2 separate regions of the Delphinus delphis genome follow, and region 2 is linked to region 1. A link is a contact called in public Hi-C data. All regions are on one chromosome and are shown on one strand. Each heading gives the region's core, a stretch centred on a gene start, on an enhancer-like site or on the middle of the called end of the contact. The rest is flanking DNA. Distances are from core to core; before and after follow the strand shown. Region 1 holds the start of ORC6 (origin recognition complex subunit 6). Region 2 holds the start of C20H16orf87 (chromosome 20 C16orf87 homolog).

Evidence for each region. A called contact is a pair of places that touch in the nucleus more often than the background predicts.
Region 2: a Hi-C map of lung shows a contact between it and region 1, with 4 times the contacts expected there. The contact joins the promoter of C20H16orf87 here to the promoter of ORC6 in region 1. A contact is called at or near these places in 2 of 3 Hi-C or Micro-C datasets (lung and muscle).

The regions. Positions count from the first base shown.
Region 1 is chr20:22,764,127-22,766,842 of mDelDel1.2, reverse strand. ORC6 (origin recognition complex subunit 6) reads right to left here and starts at 1,401. Exons shown (of 7, transcript XM_060000981.1): 1 at 1,260-1,401. The coding sequence starts at 1,324. It overlaps VPS35 (VPS35 retromer complex component), which reads left to right and starts at 1,820. Exons shown (of 17, transcript XM_060000804.1): 1 at 1,820-1,878. The coding sequence starts at 1,876.
Region 2 is chr20:22,896,545-22,899,244 of mDelDel1.2, reverse strand. C20H16orf87 (chromosome 20 C16orf87 homolog) reads left to right here and starts at 1,332. Exons shown (of 3, transcript XM_059999232.1): 1 at 1,332-1,656. The coding sequence starts at 1,591.

The sequences.
Region 1 (2,716 bases), core at 152-2,651:
TAACGAAGACCCAACGCAGCCATACGTACATACATACATACATACATACTTACATACATAAATAAATAAAAATAAATCTGTGGTTCTCAAACTTTAGTGTACATGACAGTCACCTTGGGGCTTGTGAAAAGATTGCTGGTCCCAGCCCGAGTTTCTGATCAGTAGGCCTATAGTGGGGCCTAAAAATGTGCATTTCTACCAAGTTCCAAGGAGATACTGATACTGCTGGTCCAGGCACCACACTTTGAGAACCACTGTTCTAAATGATTACGAGTCCAGGAGGTGTTCCTTTCCTTCCCTTCTGTCACCTAATTGACAGTCCAAGCACCCAGGCTAGCCCTGCCCCCCCCAGTTTAACTACAATTCTTTCTTTCTTTTTTTAACATTTATTTACTTATCGGCTGTGTTGGGTCTTCGTTGCTAAACGCGGTTTTTCTCTTGCGGCGAGCGGGGGCTACTCTTCGTTGCAGTGCGCAGGCTTCTCATTGCGGTGGCTTCTCTTGTTGCGGAGCACAGGCTCTAGGCACACGGGCTTCAGTAGTTGTGGCACGCGGGCTCTGTAGTTGTGGCTCACGGGCTCTAGAGTGCAGGCTCAGTAATTGCGGTGTACAGGCTTAGCTGCTCCGCGGCAGGTGGGATCTTCCCGGACCAGGGCTCGACCTGTGTCCCCTGCATTGGCAGACGGATTCTTCACCACTGCACCACCAGGGAAGCCCCAATACTTTATTTCTAACCCTGGATCATGCAAAAGTCCTTCCCATCTCCGGGGTTTTGCACAGGCTGCTGTCCCTGCTTGGGCCCTCTTCGCACATCTTCCCGTGGCTGGCACCTTCTATAAATCGGGTCTCAGCGCCAATGGCACCCCCCCACCATCCGAGGCTTTCTCGCAAGTTTCTTTTAAATTAAAGGCTTCAGAGAAGCTGCGCTCCGCTCCATCCCCAGCGGCTCCGCACACCACCCCATTCCACTTGCTGCGTAGTCGTTGCCACCATAGACACTGCCCTGCATGAGGTCTCTACCCCGTAGGTCTGCCTCCGCCGTAAACGCACTCTCAATAAGTTTCAGGGAAACGACCCAAGCTCTCCGCCTCTCTCCCTTTCCCACCACCGTGCATCCCACAGTGCTAGCTGTTCCCAGGGGCGTCTACACTCGCCCCTCCGGCCTGCTCACAAGCTCACTGTCGGGAGGTTTTTCTTAAGGTAGGGCCTAAATCCCTTCTGAGGGCGCAGGGCCGCTGGGGTGCGCCCGACCGGACTCACCTCAGCACCTCCGGCTCGGCGATGCCCAGGCGCGGGGCTAAACGCCGGATCAGACCAGGTTCCATGGCGCGGACAAAGACTACACCCGCAAACAGCTGCAACGCGACGAAACCCGCGCGCGGACGTCTCGCCAGCCAGTGAGGGCCGGGACCCACCCCCCCGCTGCATCTGGATTGGTTGGGACAAGAAGTTGCGACTACCCCGTAAACCAATCCTGGTCTTCCTCTTGAGCGTGCGCGCTGCGAGTACACGCGCCAAGGCAGAAAGTGAATGTGCTCCGGCAGCTCCCACTCCTTTTATTCCTCCCTTTCAGGCAGACGCAAACGCTGCCTTAGGCTCTTGCTGTCTCCTTCCTGCAGCTGATGGATTTCCCCCTACTCCGCACTGTCCCGCCACACACTGTGGAGAGATTGGCTGGCGCCTAGGTTCCTCAGTCCAGCGTGAAGTGACAAGGACCAATAAATACGCGAGACTTGGAGGGCCAATCTAGGAGCTGCCTGCAGCGTCCGAAGGCGGAGCTAGAGGGGGCGGGGCTTGGAGGGGCTGCAGAGTCACCTGACCGCGGGAGGCTCCGCGCGGGGTGGGTGCTGTTAGCTGCAGGCTTAGGGGAATCGCCATGGTGAGTGCTGAGGGGCCGCGGGCCCCGGGCCGACCCTTCTCCCAGCACCTGCTCACTCCCACCGCCTTGGAGCCTTGCAGGAGGAGTCGGGGCCCCGCAGCCGGGTCGGGGCTAATACCAGCCCGGGTTGGCCTGCGGGGTGGGCGACAGGCCGGGGAAGGCCGCAGGCGGGGCGATCCGGGCTCGGGTGGGCGGGGGTGCTTGGCCGCGGCCGTTACTCTTTGAGGAGGTGTCTCCGCCCATTAGCTCTGGGGGTCCGTGAGGGACTGCGGCCCCTCTGAGTGGAGTCGGCCACCGCCCGCCTTGATGGGATCCAGAGTGCCGGGTCTGGGCGTCTGGCTGGAACGGGAGCGTGGGGAGGGCCTGAGGCTCAGAGGTGGCGTTGGGATCCGCCCAGAGGCTGCTCCCTTGCTGGCGGTTCCACCTTTGTGCCTGGTAGTGCTTTCTTATCCCTTCCTTGTGCAAGAAATACCTTCCGGAGGGGCCTTAATGGTGCCCGGGCCTTCTTCGGCCTCATAGCCCCCTTCGATTGCAGTGTGTGTCAGAATTCTAGGGACTCGCTTACGTGAATTTCCTGGAAGGACTCATGCTCTCTGATATCTACTAATTCTGAGAGACGGAAAGGAGACTGCTTGTTTCCTTTAACACTTGTTCGTTGGGCGTCCTGGCTCTCTTACTGACCTCCCCATTGATGAAATCCAAGTGTTTTACTTCCTGGAAGTAGGCATACTCCTTAGCGCCTCTCCGTGCTGGCAGCAAATCGTGATGTGGCTGTTGGCTGGTGAACTTGAACTTCCTCAAAGTGTGAATCCTTGTGTCTAGTTTCCACAAAGGCAAG
Region 2 (2,700 bases), core at 83-2,582, 130 kb before region 1:
GAAGTCCAAACTCCTTCCCATGGTAGCAAAGACCCTGCCTGCATAGCTGGATATGATCCACATCTCCAGCTTTAACTGTTTGCCTTGCACTTGGTGTGCTCCCAACGCTAAACTCCCGACCTCTCTGCCTTTGCTTACACTGTCTCATCTGCCTGGTGAGTTCTCACTTTTGATTGGGCAATTCCACCTGACTTACTTAGGGATTCGGTTTTGGAGATAACTCTTCTAGAAAGCCTTCTAGGACCACCAACACCCTCAACAGTGGGTCAGGTGACCTCATTAGCTGTGTACAAATCCTTTTTCCTTTTGCGGGGGTGGGGGGGTCATATTAGGTTAACCTAGTAGAAAATTCAAATAGTACAATAGGATATGGAATATGTCTCCCTCCTCTTCCTGCCCTCCAGTTCCTATTACCAGTTTCTTAATGTATATGCAAGCATAAATAAATATATTTTCATATTATTTTTGCACAGTCTTAAACAAGGTGTACTATACTTTGTTTTTCTAGTTAACACTATTTTGGAGATCATTATATCACTTTACATACAGAACTATCATTCTTTTGAAGAACTGCAATGACATTTCGTTGTATGCATAACTTAATTTGCTCAAGCAATTTGTTGATGGACACATGGGCTGTTTCTGATTTTGCTTTGAAAAGCAGTGCTGCGAAGTGCAACATTTTTGCACAAATCCATTTGAGCACATGGAGAGTATCTTTCCAAATTCTTAGGTATGGGATTGCAAGATCAAAGGCGAGGTGAATTTTAAATTTTGATATAACACTCTAGTCAACCGACTTATTCTTTCCAACAACAACCCAAATCCCCTGTATTCGAATGTTGGGCCGTCTACACTTCTAGACTACGTGTTTGAGGGCAGGCACCTCCTAGTATTCACATTTGTGTGGCAGAATTGGCCCTCAATACATATTTGACTTAACGAATTTTATACCTCGCAGAACCGAGTCCAGGGCTGGCATAGAGCAGATTCATCAGATGTCTATTACAATTCCTCAATGATTAGACTCGCTAACATTTACTGAAGTTTATCAAACGGCAGGATCTGTGCCAAGCGCTTTACCTCCCACCGCCTTTTTCACTCACGTTCTCCTTCCTCCGGGGGAGGGGGCGGGCTCAGCACCACGACCCGCCCTGTCTGTGCATTCGTTGGTCGAGCCTGACGCTCGTTACTGCCGAGTCCCGGCCAAACCACGCCTCCACGCCGTTCGTCTGGCCCAGAGAGGGCGTGTCCATCGTCCCACCGGGCGATCCAGTCGGTCTCCTCTCGTGAGAATCGATACGCCCTAGAGGACCGGAGCGGCGTGGGTGGGGGCGTGTTCCGCGGTCCCTCGGAGCCCGCGCACGCCGCGCCCCGCCCCCTCAGCACGCAGGCTCCGCGCGAGCTCGCGCACGCGCGCGCGCGCGCTCTTCAGAGCCTCACTCTGGCCAGCGGGGACCGACGGGCGGAGGCTGGGCTGCTGAAGTACGAGGGGCGGAGCCCGGGCCGCCGCCGCCGCCGCCGCCGCCGCTGCCGCCGCTGCCGCCGCCGCCGCCACTGCCGTCGCCGCCGCTGCCACCAGAGAGGAGCATGTCTGCAACTCGAGCCAAGAAAGTGAAGATGGCCACCAAATCATGCCCCGAGTGCGACCAACAGGTGGGCGCCGGGGGCCGGACACCGGGCACACGGGCCGGTGGGGCGGGTGCGCGCGGGCGGGCGTCCGTTGCCGGCGGCCGCTGGCTGTGGAGAGGCCGCCTCGCCGGGGTCCCAGCGGCTGAGCGTGTGGGCCGGCCCTTGAGCACTGGCCACCATGGGAGCCCTCAACCGGCCGGATAGAGCCCAGGGGTTGCCGGGGAAGCGCCCGGGGCCGCGGCCCGGCCGGTGCCCACCTGGCGGCGATCAGACGGGCGAGTATCTTGCCCTGTGGCCAGCGGCGTGAGAGGGGGCGTGGATTTATCGTGAGCTGACGGGGCGCCCTGTTCGGACCCTCCCAGAATCGCCTGTCCGGCTCCGGTGACAGCGGCAGGAGTGTGGGGCAGCAGCCCAAGTGGACGAGTTCGGTCCCTCAGCCCCCTCCTGACCTGAAGAGAATCCTCGATGTGTCGACTCTGAGTCTGGGCTCCTGGCTCCGAAATCCGCCTTCTGCCAGGCAGGGTTGCTTTGTTCCCGTTTCAGATGTGTACGGTGGACCCCCAAAACTGTCCCCCCGCGACCTGGGCGGATGCTTGAATGTGACAGGCCCGCAGTGTAATAGTTTTAAGTTTTGGCGAAATATGGAGATTTTTTCTCTTAAATATATTTATTATATTTTTGACGTAAATAATCGTGAATCCTTTCTGTACAATGTTTTAAATGGAACGTTATTGAATGACGCCCCCATTGAAGCCCTTCCTGAGCGCTCCTCACTTGCCCCTACCCGCCGCGGTATCCACTGTTAAAAATTTGGCATTTTCTGCTTCCAGATCTTCTAAAATATATATATGTGGTTTTATGAATTTTAAATGACTGCTTTCTACACAGAATTAATGGTGTCATAGCTGTAAGTTAAAAAAATCTCATCTTACCGTTTTAGTTTAAGGATGCCTCATTTTTTACTAGAATAATAGAAGTTCCTCTAAACCTTATAATCGAATGAGTTAAGACTCTCAGTTAAAAGCATTAGTAAGGGCCCTATTTCACACCAACATGCAGATCTGGGTG